Linked DNA regions of Mus musculus: regions 1, 2, 3 and 5 are each linked to region 4. A link is a contact called in public promoter capture Hi-C data. All regions are on one chromosome and are shown on one strand. The core of a region is the stretch at or near the end of the contact, and the rest is flanking DNA. Distances in the headings are between cores, read along the strand shown. Region 1 holds the start of Robo4 (roundabout guidance receptor 4). Region 2 holds the start of Robo3 (roundabout guidance receptor 3). Region 3 holds the start of Spa17 (sperm autoantigenic protein 17). Region 4 holds the start of Scn3b (sodium channel, voltage-gated, type III, beta). Region 5 holds the start of Nrgn (neurogranin).

Region 1 (4,980 bases), core at 1,760-4,259, 2.9 Mb before region 4:
ACTTAAATGCCCATGAGTCATGTGGTGGGCTCTTCCTTAGCCTGTGGAAATAAGACAGTCGGAGTGCTGGAAATGAATGTGTATCCCCGAGTTTGCCTGCATGCATTTGGAGTTTCCATGTCCTGCAGGAATGATTCACAGTGTTCCCTCTGATCATCTCCATAGCCCTCAGGATGTTTCATAGGTGAAGAAATGACCTCAGAGGGGTTACACAACTTATTTCAGGTCACTTGTTCAGAAGAATAGACACTTATCTGCATCTGGCTTCAAATACCACCTAAGTTTGCCTTTTGACCCTGATAGCTTGGAGAGGAATCCTCAGCTGCATAAAACATGCTACAGGAATCCAGAGAAGCAAGGATCCTGACTTAAAGAGAAATTTGCTCTGAAGGACCACCCAGAAGGGTACCTGGTTCTTTTCCTCTCTTCTCTCTCTTGCAAACAGCCAAAAATAAACTACTCACAAAATACTAGAACCAGGGGTGCAGAAAGGTACAATTTAAACGGCCACGGGGCTTGCATGTCACCAGACCCCTAAAGTAGAAAACTTCCCCGAAATAGAAACAGACAGGAGGTGGCTCCCATGCACCCACACCCCCCCCCCCATGACTCATGTGGTAGGCTCTTCCTTAGCCTGTGGAAATGAGACAATCGTAGTACTGGAAATGAATGTGTATCCCTGAGTTTGCCTGGATGCATTTGGAGGCTTCATGTCCTGTAGCAATGGTTCACAGTCGATGTTCCTCCTTCTGGTCGGCTTCAGTTCTCAGCAGGTGGCTCTTCAGAATATTGAACTTTAAGTATGGGACAGGACATGTAGTCACAGGTACTCTCCCATTGCCATGGACTCTGGGTTCCAGTCCTATGTTACACCACCCCCTACTCCCTGCCTGTCTGCTCTGCTGCTCTTTCTACTCAGCTGAGCAAGAAGCTGGGGGGATGAATCTGGGCTCCTTTGAGACCGACAAGTGTTTTCTTTTGAGGAAAATATATACCATCTTTCTGGATCATAGAAACTGAATAAAATCAAGTTGGTGTTGGAACACTAGCTGAGAACTTGCTGAATTCTCATAAGTAGAAGCAAAAGAGACTGAAAAGGGACTGTTGTCAGCAATAGCATTCTTGTGGAACTTGGCCATTCTTGGACCCTGTGTACCTGGGAAATCCCAGGTTCATTGAAACTGCCTGCCCACCCTTTCCTGTCTCGTCTTTGGCTGACTTCAGCCATATAAATGTCCCTTTCACCCATCTGACATCATACACCCTCCACACAGAAGAAGGCACAGACTTGGCTAACAACACCCTTCGTGCTTCCATTTTTGCTTTGCTTTATTTTTTTTTGTTGTTGTTGTTTTTGTTTTGTTTTGGTTCGTTTTGTTTTGTTTGAGACAGGGTCCAGCCTGGACTAGACCAAATTCATGATCCTCTGTATGCTAGGATTTCAGCCATGTGCCACCAAGTGCTTCCATTCCTAAAATCCCAAAGTCTAGCCTGACACCAATTTCCACCCTTCTTTTTATAGTCACTCTATTCACTTCTATTCTGTAGCCCACAGACTCACTCAGTTTGTAAAGACTGTAGTGTTTTTAAGGTTTTTTTTTTTCCCCCATTAATCCTGTCTTAATCAGTCTTAGTTTGTCTCAGGAGACAGAAAGAGATGAAGCACAGAAGTCCAGTGGTTAGGGCTGATGCTGTTCCTGAAACCCAACAGGGAGGGGGAGGAAGGGAGAAGGGTCAGCTGTGTTAGGGGCCTCCAGACAAGCTGGCCAGAACAATGAAGAACAAAGCCTGCACGCTTTTCCGCTGAAGCTCAGAGCCTGGCCTTGGCCTTCTGTGAACAGCTCTAGGAAATGGCTGAGATTCCAGATTTGGAAGGAAGAGACTGGTAAACAGGAGCTGGGCTCTGAGGAGAAGGCAGTCTCTCTGGGTTTCAGGGAGGAGCCAATACAGTCAGCTTAGTTGTTGTGTAGGTTGTGTGCTATGTAGCCATAGAAGACAGGTGTCAGACCAGGCCAGCCTTGGAAGGCTTCATTACGACCATCTTCCCCAATCCTAGAACCCATCCCACTGATGATGCTTCAGAGAGTTTCAGTGGTGGGATGTGCACAAAAACACAGGTGATACCCCTGTGTCCATACCTAGTCTATCTCATGCCTAATCTCATTCCAGTTTTACTCTGGATCTGAAGGTGGTGTCTATTATTAATATCCCCATTTTACAGGTATGAAAACTGGCTTTGAGGATGAAGGAATCTGCCCAAGAGCCCACAGACATCATTTCCAAATCTTTTGATGAAAATGCGTACATAGTCCATGGGTTTTCTTTTTCTTTTCTTCTTTTCTTTTTTGAGACAGGGTTTCTCTGTGTAGCCCTGGCTGTCCTGGACCTCACTCTGTAGACCAGGCTGGCCTTGAACTCAGAAATCCGCCTGCCTCTGCCTCCCAAGTGCTGGGATTAAAGGCGTGTGCCACCACTGCCCAGCTAGTCCATGGGTTTTCAAAGCTTAAGGTTCTGAGTCATTCCTACTTTCTAGCCTCCCAAGACTCAGTCTACCTGCTCCTGGGGATTGGACCAGAGATAGACACTTGCTACCTCCTGACCCCCATGTGCCCCTTGCTTTCTTGGCCTGTAAGCCCTTTGGACTCTATCTTCAGCTCCTTACTCCTATGTCTGAGGCTCAACCTCTGGTCTTCCTCCTCCTCTATTAGGTGGCTGGCTAATGGGAAAAAGCCGATAGAGACCAAGATTAAACATATGCTTTGAACAGAGCTGTGGAGTTGGCAGATTGTATGGGTACAATTGGGATCAGTGTGAGGATTTCATTTAAGAAACCCTAACTCAGACATGAAGTAAACCCTTAGCCTGCAGTTAGCATCCCGGGGATTACAGCTGAAGTGTAGAGGTCAGAGAGTTTCTCACCTCTGGTCCCCTCCCAGTTCTCTAAGGCATGAGGGCCAGGCAGGAAGCATCCGTTTCCTCAAAGCTGCTTCCCTACTGGGACAGAGTCTCAGTCACAAACAACTACCACCACCCCACCCCTCCCTTTCTTCCCTTACTGCTGTGAGCTCAGAACAACCGGACAAAAGTGTATGGGACAAGGAGAGGAGCCGAGAGCAGCCATGGGCTCTGGAGGAACGGGCCTCCTGGGGACGGAGTGGCCTCTGCCTCTGCTGCTGCTTTTCATCATGGGTGAGTAGGGCCCTCCCTCTCCTAACCCACGCTCCTGGATTCATGGCAGGATCCACGGTCTGGATCCAAAGCCAGCAGGACAAAGGAGCATCTCTGTTGTCTGGTGCCTTTCTTCTAGTTAGCAGTGAAGTATCAGAGACAAAGATGGGGGTTGAGAGAGAGAGAGAGAGAGAGAGAGAGAGAGAGAGAGAGAGAGAGAGAGAGAGAGTGTGTGTGTGTGTGTGTGTGCGTGCAACAGAGAAAGAGCTATGCAGATCTTGACCTATGGACTCAGACCTTCTCCCCTCCTAGTTAGCTTCTTATTTGGAAATAAATGTTCAGTAAGATAAGCCTACACAAGACTACAGATTCCTACACAAGACATAGAAGGGGTGCAGTACAGGAGTCTCTCTTTCCCTCTTAGGAGGTGAGGCTCTGGATTCTCCACCCCAGATCCTAGTTCACCCCCAGGACCAGCTACTTCAGGGCTCTGGCCCAGCCAAGATGAGGTGCAGATCATCCGGCCAACCACCTCCCACTATCCGCTGGCTGCTGAATGGGCAGCCCCTCAGCATGGCCACCCCAGACCTACATTACCTTTTGCCGGATGGGACCCTCCTGTTACATCGGCCCTCTGTCCAGGGACGGCCACAAGATGACCAGAACATCCTCTCAGCAATCCTGGGTGTCTACACATGTGAGGCCAGCAACCGGCTGGGCACAGCAGTGAGCCGGGGTGCTAGGCTGTCTGTGGCTGGTGAGGCTTGGGAGGGTAGGCCCAGGGGGAAGCAGAGTTAGGCTGAGATGCTTGTGTCCAGGGAAATACGAGAGTCTGTCTGTGAAGGGAGGCAGGGACTGAGGGTCTTGGGATGGAGAACTAGGTTAAACTAGAGATAGAGGGGCAAGGAAGTGGTAGAGCAGAATTGGGTAAGCATGTTCGGATAAGCCATCCATGTTAGGATGTTAGAAGGACTCAGGGTGGGTAGACGTGCTTCCTGCTGATTTGCTGACTTCCCAATAGTCCTCCAGGAGGACTTCCAGATCCAACCTCGGGACACAGTGGCCGTGGTGGGAGAGAGCTTGGTTCTTGAGTGTGGTCCTCCCTGGGGCTACCCAAAACCCTCGGTCTCATGGTGGAAAGACGGGAAACCCCTGGTCCTCCAGCCAGGGAGGCGCACAGTGAGTGAACCCCAATCCTGGGAACTCCTTTGCCCATACATCATCCTGTCCTGGGCACATTGAGCAACTGACCCACCCTCCAACCTCTAAGCTTCTCAAATTGAAGACTTCATGGAGTATCTGAACCTGACAGGTATCTGGGGATTCCCTGATGGTGTCAAGAGCAGAGAAGAATGACTCGGGGACCTATATGTGTATGGCCACCAACAATGCTGGGCAACGGGAGAGCCGAGCAGCCAGGGTGTCTATCCAGGGTAAGGACAGGAGTCATCTACAATCTAATAAGGGCTCAGGAGAGAACTCTGTGGGTAAGGTGCTGGCTTCACATACGTGAAGAGTCAAGTTCTCCAGCACTCATATAAAAGCAGAGTGTGACAGTGAATGTCGATCATCCCAGTGCCGATGTGGAGAACAGACAGGTGAATCCCAGAAGCTAACCAGACAGTCTAGTCTACACAGTGAGTTCCAAGTTCAGTGAAAGACCTTGTCTCAAAAAATAAGATAGAGATCAATAATAAGGGAAGACTCTGTTGTCAACGCTTACTCACATACATGCATATAAACACGCACTTAACCCCACACTCAAAGTTCAAGGTAAGGTAGGAGACTCCAGTTAGTGTGGTCACCAGGTAT
Region 2 (4,538 bases), core at 556-3,055, 2.8 Mb before region 4:
GTGGGAGTTCAAAACCCCCAAAAAGATGCAAGGCACAACAGTAGCTATGACAAGTTTACCATTACTTAATATCCTTTCTTCTCCAGCACTTTAATGTGGTTCCTACAGTCTCTACCTGAATGAGACTTTAGGCTCTAGTATTTCTAAACCCATCCCATCTCCACTTCAAAAACCTCTCATATGTGATAAAAATACACTTTAAGTTCCCTGCTGCCAAGATCTTGCTCTATGCTTTTGTGGTCACTGCCCTATTCTTTATCCTCCATAGCTGTTTTTTTGTTTTGTTTTCCCTAGTGGCAGTGTGTAGTGACCAACAACCATCGTCCCTCCCTGACTTTTCAAGCTTAAATGAAAAGATAGATGTCTGGTATAAAGCTCTAGGTGAGTAAAAAATCCGAGAAAATAACTGCTTGGTCTCTTGGGACTCCTCAAAGGTGGCAAGACTGGAGAATCTCAGCCCTCTTCAAACTCCTTCCACACAACACCCTTCTGATCCACGCTTTCCCTCTAATTCCTGCAGACACAGCCGAGGGCTCTCTTTCCCTGGAATTTCTTCCCTGTCATTCCTGGTCTCCAGAGATGCTTCGACAGCAGCCTAATGAATAGCTAATGGCCATGCAAATAGGGCTCTGGGGCTCCTCCCTTGCACCTGAGTACGGGGGGGGGGGGGAGAGAGAGAGAGAACGAGAGAGAGAGAGAGAGAGAGAGAGAGAGAGAGAGAGAGAGAGAGAGAGAGAGAATCCTTTCATCTTTTAGAGACTGCAAAGGTGGACCATGTCCAGAGTCCGGGGCCCTAGCCTAAGTTGGGCAGAGGCTTCCAGAGGGAGAGTTCCTGACGTAGCCAGCAGGGAGCGCGATCAGGCCTCTCTCCAGACTGCCTGCAGCGCTCAGGGGGGGCAGCGCTGTCTCAAGTTATTTATTAATCACTGTAATTAGCAGTAACGACCTCGCCATCGCTCTGCCAGGCTGGGTCAGCTGTGAGTCTCACTGGGGATACAAACTTAATACTAAGTTTCCTTGAGAAGATTGCTGACTTTGACCCTCCGCGTAAAAACACCTACAAAGTTGGGGGCTTTCCCACCCTTGCTCTGAGTGAGGTTTTTGAAAACTTTAGGTCCTGGAAGTGGCATCTGCTACTTGGGTGGATCACCTAGTGCCCGGTTTAGCCTTGGCCGACTGGCGACATCGTGCCCTGGTCTAACCTTCCTTCTTAGCTTGGAACTTGCCCTTTACATTTCTCCCACCTGGGGTGGGTGTGGTAGGTGGATAGTAGGAGAGATGAGGAGAAAGGGGCTCAGCAGCCCTCCACCACAGGCAAATACACCAACTCAGACGCTCCTTTGGGACCCCACTTCCCAGGAGGGCCCTGACAGGCGCCCCTGGGTCCTGGAAAAGGAGACCTTCCGTCTTCCCTTCCAAGCAGCCCTCTCATCCCGATCTCCAAATCTAAGGTCCCCATCGAACAGTCTCACCATTGAGAGAGGGATCTCCAGGAGGAAGCAGACTAGGGTTGAGCGCTGCCAGCGAGGAGTTGAAGCCGAAGAGTAGCTCGCTGGAGTTGGAGATGTCCCTGGCCAGGGAGTCCGCGAACAAGTTCATCTGTAGTAGTGTTTTAAGCAGGTAGCGCAGCATAGCGCAGCCCGCCTGGGTCTTGGGCAGGGGCCTCGGAGCCCAGCCCTTGGGTCTGGGACCCGCGGGCCGGGAGCCGTAAGCCCCTCCACAGCCTTTGCGCGCTGCGGCAGCCACGATGCCGCTGTCCTGCAGGCGTGCCTGGGTACCGGCCGTGCCTCTGCGCGGGCTGTCCTCCTTCGCTGGTTCTTCTCTCCACCCCCCCCCCCCCCAGTGCCAGAATCCCCTGGGAGCTGGGCGGGCGGAAAGCAGGTGCCACTCGGATCACGCCGTAATTAAGGGCTTAATCCGCCTTCCTCCATATCCCCACCTCCACCAGGATGGCCACTAACAGGGCCGCGCGCAAGTTAGAGTCCCCGCCCCACACTCCTCTCATCAAATGTTGCTCTGAACCTGGCGGGAGAGTCTCTCTCTCTCTCTCTCTCTCTCTCTCTCTCTCTCTCTCTCTCTCTCTCTCTCTCTCTCTCTCTCTCCCCCAAGACGCGGACTGAGCCTCTGTCAGACTCAGCCCTTCTTTCTAAAATTATAGCAGGAATTATTTCCTTTCTCGGACGTCAGGGAAACTGAGGCATTGGGAGAGCAGACACTGTTGAGCTCTCAATGTCCCAGCTTCCAGTGCCTTTCAAATTCTGGGTCCTGGAAACGTGAGCGCAGGGTGCTAGGATACCTGGGAGTGGGGGTGGAGGGGAAGAAGAGAATTCCACCGCTGGATCACCTCTCGCCCCACGTGCGCGTCCGATTCCTCCTAATCCTGTGGCTTGCCACTAGGAACCCACAGGGATACAGAGATCCAACTTGACCTGGAGTCCTGCTCCAGATGCGCCCCCCCCCCCGCCCCGTCAGGAAATCCTGCCGGGTGCTCAGAACTGAGTAAAATTGGAGGAGACCCCGAGAATCCAGGCAGCACGCACCTATTAGCATAGTGCATTGCTCCACTATGACGTGTTTTAGGAAGTTGTTTGACAGTTTTGAAGAGACCAAAAGTCTAGAACAAAGGAAGCAAAGTGTCACAGACCGGGTGAATGCCAAATTGTGTGAAACTGCTGGAACCAGATAACAGCTGTTTATCCTCCCGGTCGGGGTGAGGTGGGGTGGGGTGTGCAACAGGAAAACCAAAGCCCCGGTTCTGTCTCGAATAGGGGTTATTTTAGCCTTGGAGATGTTGCAGCCAACCATCTTTGCTTTTGCCCCTCTCCTGCACACACTTTCTCTAGACTGGAAATGATGTTGAATGTGGAGCAAGAGACCGTGGCTTTCCCATCCTGTAGGTTCTGTGGACAAGTAAGTGTTTGGATTGCTCTTAGGCTATGTAATCGTGCAGCGGCTGCTTCTGATATGTAAGGGGACACCTGCACAGGAAGACAGCTCAGAGCGCTATATGCTACTCAATTCCAGGGTGGAAGATGAAGCTGTGGCAGATTCCAAACCAAAAGCAGGTCAAGAGTAGAGGAACATGGCCCCACCAACCAGTTTGTCTCTACAATCCAGTGTCCTGCCCACGGAATTCTGGGGGCATTTAGTGCTTCGGAGTCCTCGGTCCAGGACCAGAGAGCTCAAGGTGGGATGAACTAAATGGTGAGGGCTGATGGGGCTCAACAATCCCACGGGACTTAGAGCCCTGGGAGCTGACACATCTGTGGGTGCTGAACTGGGTCCCTGGTGCATCCACCGAAGACAAAACCTGGGCAGATCTTGAGAATGGGGTAGGCTAGGGCACTAAAGAGATAGAAGTTTTTTACATCAGACCCTCATCCAGGGGCTTGCTGTAGTGCTAGACCACTTTCAGCCGGAGAGGTAAGGAAGGGGTGTGTGTGCTGAATTTGCCAATCAGAAGACATCACCATTTGAGACCAATCCCTTCAGAGTTAAGGATGAAGAGGACTAGTTCATCTGGTCTGATCCTCAGAATCTTAAGGACCGTTTGCTTGGCCTTCTGCTGGTCGGTCTTGCGGGTTCCATCACATTAGAAGGCCAAGCAAGGCAGAAACTTAACTTCATGGCCCTGCTTTGGAGCTGGAAAGGCTGGAAACCCCCTAACCATGCAGATTTTGCCCTATGCTAATCCCTTGATTTGCTCCCGGCCGGCCTCTGGGCAAACACACCCCCGCCTGGCGTCTAGGGGCTTGTCACCCTGTTAGCGGATTTGTTTCTGGAGACCGCACAGTTAATTGGCCCTTTATGTGGGGATCAGGGAGTATTTGCTCTGGGTTCCCTAAGCGGAGGCGGCAGCGCAGCCCGTGGGCACCGCTTCCTCCTAATCCCTGTCGTCTGGGTTTGGATGCTGAACAAATGGAGGAAAGCCATTTTTCTAGGACTCTTGGCCCCTATCTGGTCCATCTTGTGAATCTCACCTCTCTCTCTCTCTCTCTCTCTCTCTCTCTCTCTCTCTCTCTCTCACCCCCGTCTCCCTCCCTCCCTCCTCCCCTCTCTCCTATTTTTAAAACTAACTTAAAAAAAAAACCTCCCTATTTTCCTGATTGTCTTTCTCCACTCTTTCCTTTGCTGTGTTTGGTGTATCTCTAGGATATTATTTCTTCTCAGAAAACCAGCCAGATCTAAAGACAAAAGAAAGCTAAGGACTCAAGGGAGATGGCTAGGAGATTAAGTTATACCATCTATATCACAAGTTACTTCCATCTCCTTTCTCCATTTCCCCATCCTCCAGGGTCCCCAGAGATTCTCCACTGGCAGAGGTGGAACCCAGAGTAAGAAGAGATGACCCAATGGAGGTCACAAGTCCAGCAATTCTTCAGCCTTCCCTCATTTTCTCTGACTCATTACTCTGGTCCCAGGGCAGGCAGGAAACAAGTCCTTGACCTCTTTAAGTATAGCTGCTCTGTGAGCTGCTTCCAAAGGCAGTCGTGCAAAGAATGACTCCTGCTTACCTCCTCACACCAGACTGCAACCAA
Region 3 (4,877 bases), core at 1,446-3,945, 2.7 Mb before region 4:
AGGTTTTCAGCACAAACATGATGATAATTGTTCTTTCCCCCTTTGACCTGTGAGCCAGATCCTCATATTCATGAATCGTCAAGGCTGGGATTTGTACATCGTACAAAGGAAGTATAGGAACTTCACTTTGGCTTAAAATCAAAGTCACTGCTAGCATGAACCTTAGTCTCTGTGCAGGATGGGACCTGGAAAGTACATAGAATGTAAATTACCTTCCCAGCTGGCAATTCACTTGCCAAAGCAGTTTGTTTCTGTGCCTTCGTTGAAGAACAGTTTCATATACCCCAGCGAAACCCGGTTTATTTAATCTAGGGAGTGTTAAATTATTTTTATAACACTTATGATACTTTCAAATGAGAAGAATCAAAATTTAAAGAAAACTGCAAATTATCCTCTCAGGAAGAACAGGCAGTGAGCTAGCAGGGTTGCCTGAGAATAGGGTCCTTCCATACTGCATCTGTGAGAAATACAGAGAGAATGGCAGGGTACTGAACTGTCACAGCCTGTTGCAAACAGTAAGAGCCGTACTTGCAACCACTGGCCTTATAAAGGCTTTCTGCACAATGACCATGATTTTTAATGTTCTTTTTTTCTTTTTTGTATGTGTGTATGTTTTCATGCTCCCGTGTGTGTGTGTGTGTGTGTGTGTGTATGTGTGTGTGTGTGTGTGTGTGTGTAGTGCTAGATATGTGTTTGCACGTACATGGTGGTCACAGGCTGAAGACATGTATATTCCTCAATCTTAAGTTTTACCATAATGAAATGCTTAGTTTATTTTAAAATTCCTATTTTTTTTTTTAAAAGAGCTTACTCTCTCTTTTCTCTAGAAGGTTCTCAAAATACGCTGCGGCAAAAGCTGGTATATTGTCCGGTTGCTCCCTCAGAATCTCCCGTGTCAGCCCTTCAAGAAGATTTCCAAATCCTTGTGGAATTCGGTAGTGGGTGTTGGAGAAAGGAATCGACATCTCCTCGGAAAGAATTGCCTATATGGTACCTAAAGATTCAGTAAAAAGTGCCTAATTTAAATTATATAATCACAAGTTTCACAAACCAACTCACTATCACGACTCAAATCATTTCTCAAACACACATACCATATTTTGGACTTTAAAAAGAAAAAAGTCACACAATCTAGGTCCTGGTGCTCTCTCTATCTCAGTAGATCTGAATCAAATCCACGCACATCCTATTGTGGCCGAAGTGAACTGACTCTCACAAAATGTTCTCTGACTTCCATAGGCTGACGACATCATGGAGGCCGTGCCCATACACATGCACATACTAAATAAATGAACACCAAATTCACCCCACCACGTCTATCCTTTTCTCCTAGAGTTTTGAATTCTACCACTGAACTATTTTGTTTGTTTTCTGAGACAGAGTCTCTCAACATAGCTCTGGCTGTTCTGTAACTATGTAGACCAGGCTGCCCTCTAACTCAGAGATCTACCTGCCTCTGTCTCCCAAGTGCGGCGATTAGAGCCAGCCTGGTGGATAAACACTATGCTTTGTGAATTATAGTATCATAAATCCAGATCCATTAAATTAGACAAATACATATTTTCAAAGTTAGAGAACCACAGTTTTCACTAGATTAAGTACTTTGTTTTTCTGTCCTTAAGAGGTGAGGGTAGATGTTGCAAGCCCACAGTATTGAAGAGACAATGATTGCTGAGAAGCTGGTATAAACAATCCCCTTTACATTGCTGAGAAGAAACTATTTCAAGTGCAGTACTTGGGAGGCAAGGGTAGGTGGGTCTTTGTGAGTTCAAGGTCAGCCTTGTCTACAGGGTGAGTTTCCGGACAGCCAGGGGCTAAACAGAGAAACCCTGCCTCAAAAACCCAAAAATCAAACAAATAGCAAGCAAGCAAACAAAAATCTAGTCGTTCTAGAAATTATTATAATTTGTTGAATAGTTTCACTTGTTTTTCAGCCCCAACTTTTGAAGCATGTTCTCAAGTGCCTCTGCTTTCTGATGAGGGATTGTGAAAGGGGAGGTCGTGTATTTGGGAGTCAGCTTTTGATGTTTGGGGAATCTTATTTTCTGGTTTTCTCAGGCCTTCTTTTATCTTATTATTCGAGGACTGGCTTAAAGGTGGCTGACATAGGATTTGATTATTGAGAAAAGAGAGCTTCGGGTCTGGGCGTGTGCTCCCTCTGCCTCCCCCAAGAAGCACAAAGGCGGCGCTGGTTGGGGTCGAGGCTGGAGGACTAGAGGTTTAACAAGGCCTAACCTGTGGAGTCTCTTCCCTTTCTCTCTTTTGGCCACAAACAGCAGATTAGATATCGAATCTTGAGAGCTGTGTAAAGCCCTGAACCGGGCGGGGGAGGACAGGCTGTCGAGGGGAAGCAGGTCAAACCGTGGGCGGGACGCCAAAGACCTAGCGTTCCAGATTCTCCGAGAAAGGGCTTGCCAGGCTCTCTGTCTGGTCCAGGAGTTGCGGGAGTATTGGAGATGCGGAGAGACTACGGCACGAAGGAAAATGGCGAAGCCTCCACATTGGAGAGGGAGTGGGGGAAACTGCCTCACCTCTTCTTTCTCTTCAAGCTGGTGCGGATGGTTCCAGTGTTTTATCTCGTTGCTGGGTAACCGTTTTTTTTTTTCTTTTTTCTTTTTTCTTTTTTTTTTAACTACGGAGGCCGGGAGGGGAGCGCCCTGCGCCGCGCCGCGCCGCGCCGCTGATGGTTTCGCGTACTGAAGGCTTGAGGGTGGGGCCCGATAGGTAGACCCTCCCAGGCCCCGCCCACTACGCAAGACCACGCCTCTGCCCTGTCCCCGCCCCCGCATAGGGGCTCTTCCTGAATTCGGCGGGTTAATCAGGATCTTCACAAACATGGTTTCCCCGGGGCCTGTGTTTGGGATAGTGCTGCTCATAATCGCGCGAGTCAGCAGAAGTGCAGGTGAGGTGTCACAGCTGTGCCGGACCCTTGCCTTTCAGATCTTCTGCAGGATCATGGCATGCGTCCCCTTTAAAGGTCTGGTTTGAGTCAGAACTGGACTTTTCGCACCTAGTTCTGGCTCAAGGTACTGTTGGGCCCATCTACTGCCTTTTTCATGCAGGGTACCTCATTTGCAGCATAGGAGGCAGGGAGAGACTTCGGTTTACCCATTGGAATAGGCTCCAGAGTCCCCAGACCGAAGCCTTGAGGAGAGCTCAAAGAGAAGGGGGCGAAGCTTAGTTAGATAATATTTGGAAACAGGTGTCTGAGTCATCCAAAATACTTCAACACCTGCCCCCTCAGTAGTGCCCTTGGGGAGGGCTTCTGTCGGGATGGGTGCCTTGAGGGAATTAAATTTTACTAGTTTCTAAGTGGTTATTAGGGCTAAGAAATACAACCCCCTCACTAGCTCAGAATAATTTAAGGTTCAGCTCTGAATTTTGATACAGCCTAAGAGATACTAGTGGAGGGGTAAGACTCATCACACTGGAGAGGGAGCTATTTCACACTGGCCATTGTGCAGGTCAGAGCTTGTCATCTGACTAACCTGAGCTGGACATTGCCCTCTGCATGGAGATATCAAAAGATAGGAATCTATTCACTTAAAGTAAAAGGTTACTGCTGGAGCCACCCACCCTTCTTTTCTTTGTATCACTGAAAGAGTGGACCTCATCCATAGACTGTCAATAAATGAAATTTGGGGGGGGGGATGAGAATATAGCTCAGTGATAAAGCTCTTGGCTGGAGTGCTAGGAATTTGTGGTCCCATTACCATTATCCTCACAGCAAAAATGAAATTGCAATTCCTTTGGAATTAGATGACGTTGATTCTCATTCTGTCATAAACTACCTTCTGAGGCCTGTCAAGGACATTACTGTCTTCTTTCTTAAGAACTCTGCTACACGAGTAAGCTCCTAGTAGATTGTAAGATCCTTGGCAGCAAGAATTTTTATCTACTATTGGAATTATTTTTCCTTCCAGGGTTGCAGTCTCAATGTGTAAAGTACTAGGTATCATTAAAGAGATATTCATTGAATTCATAGCTGTTCTAATTATTCTTTAAAATTGCTTAATCTATTTGTGCTCTAGTCCCTTGATGGGTAATGTGGTTAGGTTATATCTCTTCATCGGTAGTAACACAATTAACACGTTTATTATAAAGATAATTTCCACCTCTAAATTTTTTTTTTCTCACCATAAATCCATTCACAAAGAGCTTCTATAACTGAATGTTGGCAAACACAGAAGGGCTTGGGAAGGCATTCCCCATCCTATGGACTGCAACATTGTTGCCCATGTAAGGAATATTTTCTTCACTCTGTTCTTCCAACTCAAGTCTTCTCTTTGCTTAGCTCTTATTTATGCGTTTACTTTTCAGCTTTTGTTCTGTATCTACCCAAGACAGGGCCCTCCCACACATATGCCTCCCGGTTTCCCCAGCAGGCTGCCATCCTGCTTATGCAATTCTGGGATGTTGTGGTTCCAGAGTATTTTGCTCATGGTACATGCTTCTTGAGGTTGTTAAGCTTTCCGGATAATCCTTGATTGCCATGTAGGCTTCCTGATCGAACTAGCTCCGGAGTGAGAAAGAAAACTGAGGATTTTTAGGGTTAGCCTGTAACTTAAAAAGCAGTATTAATAGGCCACCAAGCTTGTGAGGGGACCCCCATTAGCTCGACTGCCCTGTTAAGTATAGCCTAAGGGGCCTGCCATCTTTTGTAGCTTTCAGCAAGGAAAATGTCAGCTTTGTTAATTCTAATTCTCTTCCCTGTCTATCACTTTTATTAAAAACAAAAAACCAAAAACCAACCAAACCAAAACAAACCAAAAAGCCCTTAATTTTGTAAAATATTTTCTTTGTAGGATTTTTAAAAACTCTCCCCTGCTGAGACAAATTGGGATGATTTTATGATTTTCCTACTTAAATTTCTATGA
Region 4 (4,683 bases), core at 390-2,889:
TCCAGATTCTATGCACACATACAAAATGACTGCAGCAAGTCAGGTAAACTGAACAAACAAACAAACAAACTTCCGATTTTAACCGAACGCAAGCCCATTGTGAAGGACATGCGGTGTTTGAATATATTTTTCCTCTTGAGCAATTTTCTTCTGATTCCATCAGATTTGTTCTGCTCAGACCACACAAAAAGGACTAGCTCCTATTCATAATGTCAGAGAATCATGTTGATGAGTGAAAAAAGTAGCCAGGGTAGTCAGAGATTGGGGTTGGCTAGAAACTATTGTACACTGGAGAAGTTTAGTTCCAAACAAAAAGTTCTTGCGATGGGTCATGGAGGAAATGACTTCTTTATTGAGGAAAATGTATCAAGAACGATTAATGCAGCTTGGGGAGGAATGGGTATAGAAGTCAAATGAGTACAAAGAACTTCCTTACGCGTCAGAAGGGGGGGGCGGGGGGCGGTTAAGCTGTGAAGAGCCAGCTGTCACACAAGAGAGTTCCAGCACACTCGTCAGGAAAGCGCCTCACTGATTCCTGAGTTGTGAAAGATGTTGCAGATTTTGAGAACCTCAAAGGCTGATCCTCAACACAAGATGGCGTTTTACGACCCCGTGGCTCTCGGCCCGGGAAGAAACCTGACTGAGGACCTTCTGTGACTGTGTATGTGACATTTAGCAGGGAGCATTTCCTGTGTATAGTTCATTTACCGTCAGCTGTTACTCCGCATTCCCTTTAGGAATATCACTGTTATGCCCCCCCCCCCGACCCCCACCCCTTTTTGGCTAGAGAACAGGAGAAAAGGGCCTGGGCAGGAGCCAGACTTTTGTACCAGTCTTTCACCATTAAGCCTTCCCTTCGATTCCAGGCATGCCTAATCCGTTAAGTCAATTCGAGTTTATAACTGAGTGTAAAGGTTCAGGTTTCCCTTCCAGAAATAGGGCGGGGATGCTCAGCAGCTGCTAGGACTCGGAGCGTCTAAGAGTTGGAAACCGTCTCAACATCACATCGTCTATCTGCCTACAAATGGTTGGGGAAGGTGGGGCACCTCAGATAACTTGGGAAACGAGAAATCATCCTTCCTTATCCCTACCCTAAAGCTTATCCGAAGCTCGCATTTGGAACTAGACTGAGCACTGAGGTAGGGACAGGTGTGCCACACCCTACCCTATTTGCTACAAGCAGAAATTGCCTTGCTGTGTCCCTTGTGTGGGAACCCATTAATCAAGGCAATTCAAAGGCTGGGGAGGCAAGAAGGGGGGGGGGGATAAAGTAGAGGGCGAAGAGAAGCCAGCCAGGAGCTAGCTGGTACTGTAACTATTATAGATGACATCATTGCTTCAAAGAGATGTGTCCCTCCATTCCCCAGAGCTGTGGGCAAGTGTATTTGGGAGGCAGCAGGAGTGGGGTTGCCTGGAGGGGGTGGGTAAATAGGTGGAAGCTATGTGTGTGTCCATAACTCAGAGAGAAACCCAGACAGTAGAAAACCGAGGTGACAGCCAGCTAGCCAGACAAGAAGCCACCGCGGTCGGAGGGTGTTTGCGCTCCTCCCCCTCTTCTCAACGCGCCAGCCCTGGGAGGGGCACGTGGGTTTAGGGGTGGGGAATATGTGTCCAAGGGGGAGGGTCCATAGCGACCAAAGCGGCAGAGAGCTGCCTGCGCATGTCAAGGCTAGCAACACATTCAGCTAGGGGGTGGCCCTGGAGAGGGGCGGCTTGATCACCCAATCGCCCAGCATCGGGGCTTCGCAGGATCCAGAGACGCGCCCCGCGGAAGGGGGTCCCCCCCTCTACCCAGCCTCCACCTCTGAGATCGCCAGTCCCACCGAAGCTCCCGCCTCTTTCCACGCCTGGTGGACCTCATGGGAGCCCGGGGCTGCTGTGTACAAGACTGAAGTGGAACACATTCTGTAGCCCAGACGACGGCTGGAGTGGGGACACGCCCAGCTGGAGAAGCCTGCCCCGCCGTAGAAGCCCGAGATTCTGAGTCTCGGTGGATCGAAGTCGCTGTCCCTAGGGGAGGCGAGAGGTGAATCAACACTGACTCCTTCCACAGGCCAGCATCCCCGCGCCGGCTGCGAGACTCCCTTCCCAGTCCACTTTGCTTTGGTTGCAAACGCAAGCAGAGGAGAGGGTTGGAATTCCAAGAGTGGGGTGGGCGGGAAGGCTACTGTCCGTGGTGCTGAGCCAAGCCCCGAGGCTCGCTTTAGCGAGGTGGCTTCAGCTGACACCTACACTGGGCTCCAGATCCCGCAGACCCCCTAGGAAGGGGACTTGACCTTTTTCTTCCTCCTCCCACTCAGAAGGTCCGCTCCCTTAGGGGCAGTTAATCCCTGAAGGTTTCCTCGAAAGAATCAGAGGGCTCAGTCCTTGACAGAGATCCTCTCTGTTCAGTTCCAGAAACCACTTACGAGAAAAGATGCCTGCCTTCAACAGATTGCTTCCCCTAGCTTCTCTAGTGCTCATCTACTGGGGTAAGTACAGCACCCTGCCTTGCAATGTGCTAATACCACGCATCGTGCTAACAATAACAACACTTAAGTGATGTCGATGGTGACAAAAAGGAGCTCTGGTTTCTCTCTGTGCATTTTTGCCAGACATGGAGATCCACACGCGCTCCCAGAGACCTGGGTTTGGAGGTTTGCAAAGGCACCTCCCTGCTCCCTGTGCCTTGATTTTTTTTTCCCTCCTAACCATCTTTAATGCTTCTCTGATTCCCGTCTTTCCTAATTTTTATTTTTTCTCCTCCCTTCCCCCTTTGCTGAAAAGGAATGTATCCGTTTATTATTTCAAAATCTTGCTTGCATTTTTTACATTTGCATCGCTCAGTGAAGAGTCAGTCAGTCCTGAAAATCTCAATGATTTGGTGTATGTGTGTGTGGGGGGGGGGGGCACACTCATTTCTCTCTATGGTTTAAAAAAAAGCACAAAACCTGGATGCATGAATTTTGAGAGAGAGAAACTATAGCTTGTCCATCTGTTAAATTTTAACTAAGAATGGATGGGATAGCAGTTCCAGCCATTTGCTGCTGTGCACTGATAGACAGATGAGAAATGCATTTAGTTTGCAGGAACTGAAGGGCTTTGATATTTGGTAAGCTGGTTTTGTTGTTCTTGGGTTTGTTTCTGGATCTTTGTTTTTTTTGTTTTTTGTTTTTTTCTTGGTTGTCAGTTGTAAGAGACTCAGATGACATTGCCCCTCCAAATAAGGGACTTGTGACAATAATGCTGGGCTAAACAGCTTCAAGCATAGCTCACAATTGGATACCTGAATGTGTGCTAAGGGAATTGAACATCTAAGTGCTAATATGTGAGTGTGTGACACACACAGTGTTTTACAGTATGTTAATGTATGTCTCTGTTTATAAGTGTGTGCCCAGGCATGCATCTGAGCATGTCAGTATGAGTATCTGAATGGACTAGTGAGACTTAACAGTGTGTGTGTGTGTGTGTGTGTGTGTGTGTGTGTGTGTGTGTGTGTGCTTCTAACAGTTTTGCTTTCATGTCTTTGACTCTGCCCTTGGTTCAAGTATAGGTGCTCTTCAGTTGATAAGTCAGTTTGTATGGGTTTAGCTTACCTTCCTCTAAATTCAAATCAACAAAACCATAATGGATTGTACCCACCTCCCTTACATAAAGTAGGCTCGTGGGATTATGTTCCTGTGATGGGCTTGGCTCGCACTCTGCCTGTGCAGTGGCAGGCATGCCTCCTTGCCTGAATATCACTTTGTCAAGCCTTGGATACTAACTGTAGCTGAATGTATTATTTAGATTTTGCACGTGACCAGAAGAGGAAGGAACCAAGTTTCCTGTTGAACAAAATGCCTAGTGAAACAAGAACAGGAAAGAAAAGGAAGAGAATGATGCCAACCCCAAGGGCAGACTCACCACAACCCATTCCCTGTAGCCTACAGGAGACTTGGAGATGAAGCTGACATAGGGGCTGCCAAGGAGCTCATTTGTCTTGAAGATCAAGGTTGATATTTGCTCCAGGGAAAAGCTAGGCCGGTTGGGCTTAAGGAAGGTTAGTGTGGCAGGATAGGAGAAGGTGTGGCTGAGGCTCACGTTGTAGAGAAGGGTCTGCCGTCATCTTTCCAAACTCTGAATTCCAGAGGGTGGGGAGGGCAGTCTTGGCCCTCTTGCCCAGGACTCACAAAGCCCTGTGTCTCAGTTCTATCTCTGCTCTACCACTTTATTTTTGTTAGGTAACATCCTCAGAATGTCTGATAAATATGAAGCTTGAAAGTTGTCACAGATTACATCAAACATGCCTTTCAGCTGACAACCCAACCATAAGAGAACACCTACAGAATATTATTAGAATATGCAGAGGGCCCAAACTTCCCCCAAAATCTTTGGGCCGACTAACTGTACAAGTCACTTCTACCCCTGCTCATCCCAAGGTTTTGTAACCCAAACATTGGCTCACCAAAAGGGTTTCAGAATGCCTGGCTGTTTGTGTAAGGGAAGTAGCCTCACTAAAAAGTACAATTTTATTTTGTTTGCATATAATTCTAATATCCATTACTTCTTTTGGTCACTGTGACAGGGCAGAGTGACATGACTGATTTCCATTTTAGGCAGGAGAAGGTGAGTTCATAAAGGGCAGAGGGTTGATAGAGAGCAGTTATCTTTCCTGTCTTGGTCTTCCAGCATCCCTCGTAGACACATGTGATATTGTGTACA
Region 5 (4,815 bases), core at 1,832-4,331, 2.7 Mb before region 4:
CAAAAAAAAAGGAGGAGCCATGGATGGCCACATTCCTTTGCCTCAGAGACTCTCATTTTCTTCAGGGCCAAGCAGAACTTAGCTCAGGTGAATTGTATCCTTCAGCTCCCCAAATCCAAACAGCTTTAAGAACTATGCCTGTCGGCTGTCCCTTATATATCAGGCCCTGTGCCGAGTACCTGGGACATTTTATGCCATGTAATCTCCATTTTAGAAGTCAAGAAACAACCTCAGAGACATTTTATAGCTCCCCCAGGTTGCATAGCAAAACAACAGTGAAATGGTCCTCTTCAGAATTTGTACTTTTACCCCCTGCCTCAGGGCGGGTGGTTACTTCGATACTGTTAGCTGGTACACAGTCAACGAGACTACAAAGGAGAAAGGAGTGGGCTATCAAAACAGATTTCTTTTTCTTTTCCTATTAGACGAAGGCAGGAAAGTCATGTACATTTGCGATGTCAATCAGACACTGGAACATCGAATAATAGCTCCTTTAAAAACATCCCCTTGAAAAAGAACACTGATGTTTTCTTCTTCCTCATTTCTCTCTAAGCTTGCTTACCAAGGGGGAAAAGAACAAGTAAGGCACGGCTAGATTCTTCCCAAACATCAGGTAGGATGGTCATGGAAGAGAACTCCAGAGCAAAAAGATGAGGAAGGCATACTGTTCTCTTTACAGCGCAGGGATGCCTGGTAGCAGCCCTGCCCTCTTCCAGTCCTCCGCCCTTTTTTGCCCCCTCTTTTCCTTCTTTCTGCCTCCTTCCAACTCCACAGAATGAGACTGATGCTGAATATTATCTGGCCCTTTGGTCCAGTGGACTTGGGACATAAAAAAACAGAGACTGTGTCAGGGCCCAGTGCAGGAGGTGCCCCTGGACCCTGGACATTCAATACCTCTGGCAGTCCCTCTTCCTCTAGGGGACACTGATTTCAAACACATTAACCACACCCTCAGCCATTATCTATCAGTATTAGTTATCTGTGGTGTAGCTATCTACTTGCCATGCACCAATGGCTTCCTGGGTATTTTTATAAGCACTAACCAGGAGAGACAAGGTTGGAGGCCTGAGCCCCACATCTCACCCTCTTCATCCTTCTCAGGCTTCCTAGAGTCTTCACCCATTCATGTCTTCCCTGCTGGCACATCTCCCGATTCCTTTCCCCATCCTTCTTGGCTTCTCAGCCTTTTCTTTCTTGCCTAGCAGTTACCCTCCTCCCCTGTTGACTCATATCTCATAATCTGCCATCTATCTATTTATTTTTTATTTTTTTACTTAATGGAACATTGCTGGGGATGAGGGGCTCTTCCTCAATTGAGACTGAAGACCCACACCTTTCCTTTCCCAGCCAAAAAGTGATTCTTGGGCTCAGTGTGTAGCTCAGAAGCAGAGTACATATTTAGCAGGCATAAAGTCCAGAAGTCAATCCCCAGCACCAAAAATAAGTAAGTAAATAAGCAAATAAGCAAACAAACTGTTCCCTGGAGAATAGCAAACCGCTTCCTTGGAAGAAGCCCTGGATAGTGTTCTTCAAAGGGCGGAACTGTATGTGATTGGCATGCTTGTATATGTATATGTATATGTATATGTATATGTATATGTATATGTATATGTATATGTATATGTATATATTTTTTCTGATCTATACATTTACTGCTATGAGCATTTACAGTAATGAAAATCAGTATGCTTCAAAGAGGGATTGGAGGGCAATCTTTTGAGAGGACAGGGCTCCACACTTGTCAAAGGTGCCTACTTGGGGAAAAAAAATCACATTTCTAAGCCCCATTTGTACAACTGTAAAAGACCTACCTACCTGGGGTGATCAGGCACTCTGGCAGCTGTTATTTATTTAACAAGAGTTAAAATGTCAGCAATGGCTTGCCCCTAAGTTCTCACTGCGTCTTGGACACTGGGCATTGGGAAGTGTCACCTCTCAAAGATATGGGCTATTCCTCCCTTCCAAACTTATTTATTTTGCACATTGTGGGAGAAAGGTGGGGTTCCTGCTGTCGTTAAGTAACCTCTGGAGTCTTTAGCCAGAGTGACAGAAAGAAAACACTAGGAATTTGGAGTCGTCTCTTTCCTTAGATCGGAGGCTAAGAATAAGCAAACACGTTTTATATAGGTATGGGTCACTCAACTCCTTTAGCCAGCTAGGAGCCAGGACCAGTGCTGGATGCCTTCATACAAGAGCCCTTAACAAGATCTGCTTTGGCGTTAGGCACTTGCAGCATCCAGTTTCCGTGTAGGCGCTGATAGACACTTCCTCCCCTTGCCCACAGGGCCCTCTCACGGTCACTCACCCAGCACCTTCCAAAGGAGAAGGTTTTGGGGGCTGAACCAGCTCCACCCCAGAACCACACTGACTAGGTTCTTTCCTGCCCATCACCACCAAGACCAGGGTGGATTCTCCCCGACTTCGCCACATAAGGGCTTAGACGATCATCTGAGGGTCGTGAAGATCTTGCCACAGTCCGCGACAGCAGCAGTGGGATAGGAAATCGTTTGGGGGCCAAAAAATACCAAGGGAAAGGACTAGCACACCAGCAACTTTCCTGTGTCTCCGTGGGGGAAGTTCCACCTCTCGTCTAAGCAGCAGCTTTCCTGCATGAAAGCTCTGCTCAGATCCAGATACAACCTAGATTGTCTGGCCCATGGGCGCTCAGACGCCCCCGCGAGCTGGGGAGCATTTTCCCCAGGGCTTGGCTCAGATCAGGCAGGCGCCTTCCATCATCCAATACAATATTTCAGCACCATTCTTTCCCACATTGTTCCTAGGTCTTCCGCACCCACTTCCATCCCTCACTCACCCCCCAGGGGTTCTCGTGTGCCCCTTGCCCCAGAACACGCTGAGTTCAAGTATGGACTTACCGTGCAGCAGTCCATTGCCGGTGTTGAGGGTCCTTGGCTGGGGTGGAGCCTGGCGCAGAGCGGGGGTGGGTTTGTACGATGCTGGGTGGCAGCTCAGGGGCTGTCGGGCACTCCCCGACCAGCGCAGAATCCTTGCAGAACCAGCCTCTCTCCTCTTGGGTCCGGTCTCCCGCGCTCCGCAACTCTTGCGAATGTAACCTGAGCCCTGCGGCCTCGAAGCCAATCAGAAGACACTTTCTGCAGGGTGGGCGGGGAGAACTGGAGCGAGGACCACTCCTTCTCTCGACTCTCTCCGCCTCGCTCGCTTTGGTGCTCCAACCTCTCCACCTACACACTTCCATCCATTCCTCCTACACACCCCATCTCCCAAATTCACCCCCCCCCCCGCTTTCTAAGTCGCAGACTGCCAGGCAGATGTACGTCGGAGTAAGCACAAGGCCTCCAACATCCAGGGCACAAATACACATCTGGGTGCAGCACGCCCTACCGCCCATAGATAGAAAACCACGAACCTCACCCACCTCCCTGTTCTAGAGTCCCAAACATTACTCCCTCTATTTCCCCTCTCTGCAGAGATGCCCTCCTCACTCTAGTTACAGAGAAACCTGATGGTAGACAGCCTACATGATGGGCACATAGTGACATAGACGCTCCAAGCCTCATGCATCCATACATACTCCCAGGCGGGGTGGTGTGGTGTATCTTCCCACATACAGACACTGCAGACACAATAGGCAAAAACAACTCCACAGGGCCGTGTCCACACACCCTGTGAAGCACAGGTAAACGGTAGACCTCCTGTTAGTTAGCACATAGACAAAAATACCTGCATTCTCACTGCTGGCAATGTCTGCACTAAGTGTTTTCTTTTTAAAATTTTTAGCAAGAACACTGTATTGTCACACGTTGATTCTACGTATTAATTGATTCCATTGTGACCTACTTGTGCCCTTTAAACCATGTTCACCTGGTTACCCTCTTTTGCCCCTTCCCACTCCTGATAACCCCTACTCTTTCCACAAGTATCCCTTTTATTGCCATGTCTTTTTTTTTGGAATGGGGGGGTGTCGAGAAGGAACCCATTGAATTTTGTTAGTGTTGTTTATAGGAGCACGGGCAAGGGCTTCTTTACAGCATTGTAGGCACTGTACTAGTGACTGCACCCCTAAAGTAAATGTCTCTCCCTACCTCACCAACTATTAATTGTGTATAAATCTTCAGGGTGGGGTGGTACCTCATAAGCCCCTCCTCTTTCCATGATAGAGTGTTAATGGGCCCACTCTTGTGGAGATCTTGTGCAGGTGATCCAGCTGTTGTTAACTCAATAGCCAAGTCATGACTGGAAATCATCATTCCATACCTCACCCCCCTTCTTCTGGTTCTTAAATTCTTCCTACCCCTTCTTCCATGATGTTTCCTGAGCCTTGGAAGTATTGGTATATATGTGTCCTCTCTATGACTTGGCATCCAATAGCCTCTAATTCTCAGTATTTTGACTAGTTCTAAGTGTCTTCCATCATCACCGACCAAGTATCTATTTTGTATCTCTCCATGACCTGTGATCTATCTGTCTACTTATCCATCTATCTATCCTTCCATCCATCTGCACCAAATAAAATCACGTACACCCAGCACCCACTTTGAATGTATTTATATCCTGGTACAGACTTAGCACACCCACCCATCCCACTCCTCACACTAGACTTCCTAACCTTTTGATTCACCGCTTCAAAATAAGACAAAAGTTAGCCACCCTCACACTTGCTCTTTGGAAGAAAAAGGATGCTGTCAAACCAAGCAGTGTTGCGGTTATCACTGGTTTTGGCCCTTTGGGCCCATGCTGGGGCAGGATGTGGTTTAGAGAGAGGCTGGAAAGCAGAGATATGGAAAGGAACATCTGGGGTATGTAGCTTGACCTTTTTGTGGTCTCTAAACCTCCTAG

What was found. Promoter capture Hi-C pulls out the DNA fragments that hold promoters and counts their contacts.
Region 1: a contact with region 4 is called in a promoter capture Hi-C map of hippocampal neurons, with 9 times the contacts expected there. The contact joins the promoter of Robo4 here to the promoter of Scn3b in region 4. A contact is called at or near these places in 2 of 39 promoter capture datasets (hippocampal neurons and stem cell-derived epiblast-like cells).
Region 2: a contact with region 4 is called in a promoter capture Hi-C map of hippocampal neurons, with 12 times the contacts expected there. The contact joins the promoter of Robo3 here to the promoter of Scn3b in region 4. A contact is called at or near these places in 2 of 39 promoter capture datasets (cranial neural crest and hippocampal neurons).
Region 3: a promoter capture Hi-C map of hippocampal neurons shows a contact between it and region 4, with 7 times the contacts expected there. The contact joins the promoter of Spa17 here to the promoter of Scn3b in region 4. A contact is called at or near these places in 2 of 39 promoter capture datasets (cranial neural crest and hippocampal neurons).
Region 5: a promoter capture Hi-C map of hippocampal neurons shows a contact between it and region 4, with 8 times the contacts expected there. The contact joins the promoter of Nrgn here to the promoter of Scn3b in region 4. A contact is called at or near these places in 2 of 39 promoter capture datasets (hippocampal neurons and stem cell-derived epiblast-like cells).

The regions. Positions count from the first base shown.
Region 1 is chr9:37,398,963-37,403,942 of GRCm38.p6, forward strand. Robo4 (roundabout guidance receptor 4) reads left to right here and starts at 3,010. Exons shown (of 18, transcript NM_001309390.2): 1 at 3,010-3,189; 2 at 3,593-3,925; 3 at 4,190-4,347; 4 at 4,481-4,601. The coding sequence starts at 3,120.
Region 2 is chr9:37,431,370-37,435,907 of GRCm38.p6, forward strand. Robo3 (roundabout guidance receptor 3) reads right to left here and starts at 1,806. Exons shown (of 28, transcript NM_001164767.1): 1 at 1,473-1,806. The coding sequence starts at 1,632.
Region 3 is chr9:37,611,025-37,615,901 of GRCm38.p6, forward strand. Spa17 (sperm autoantigenic protein 17) reads right to left here and starts at 2,696. Exons shown (of 5, transcript NM_011449.2): 1 at 2,532-2,696; 2 at 812-994. The coding sequence starts at 965. Siae (sialic acid acetylesterase) reads left to right here and starts at 2,797. Exons shown (of 10, transcript NM_011734.4): 1 at 2,797-2,902. The coding sequence starts at 2,836.
Region 4 is chr9:40,267,577-40,272,259 of GRCm38.p6, forward strand. It overlaps Scn3b (sodium channel, voltage-gated, type III, beta), which reads left to right and starts at 1,640. Exons shown (of 7, transcript NM_001083917.1): 1 at 1,640-2,026; 2 at 2,392-2,471. The coding sequence starts at 2,417.
Region 5 is chr9:37,549,664-37,554,478 of GRCm38.p6, forward strand. Nrgn (neurogranin) reads right to left here and starts at 3,082. Exons shown (of 4, transcript NM_022029.2): 1 at 2,874-3,082. The coding sequence starts at 2,888.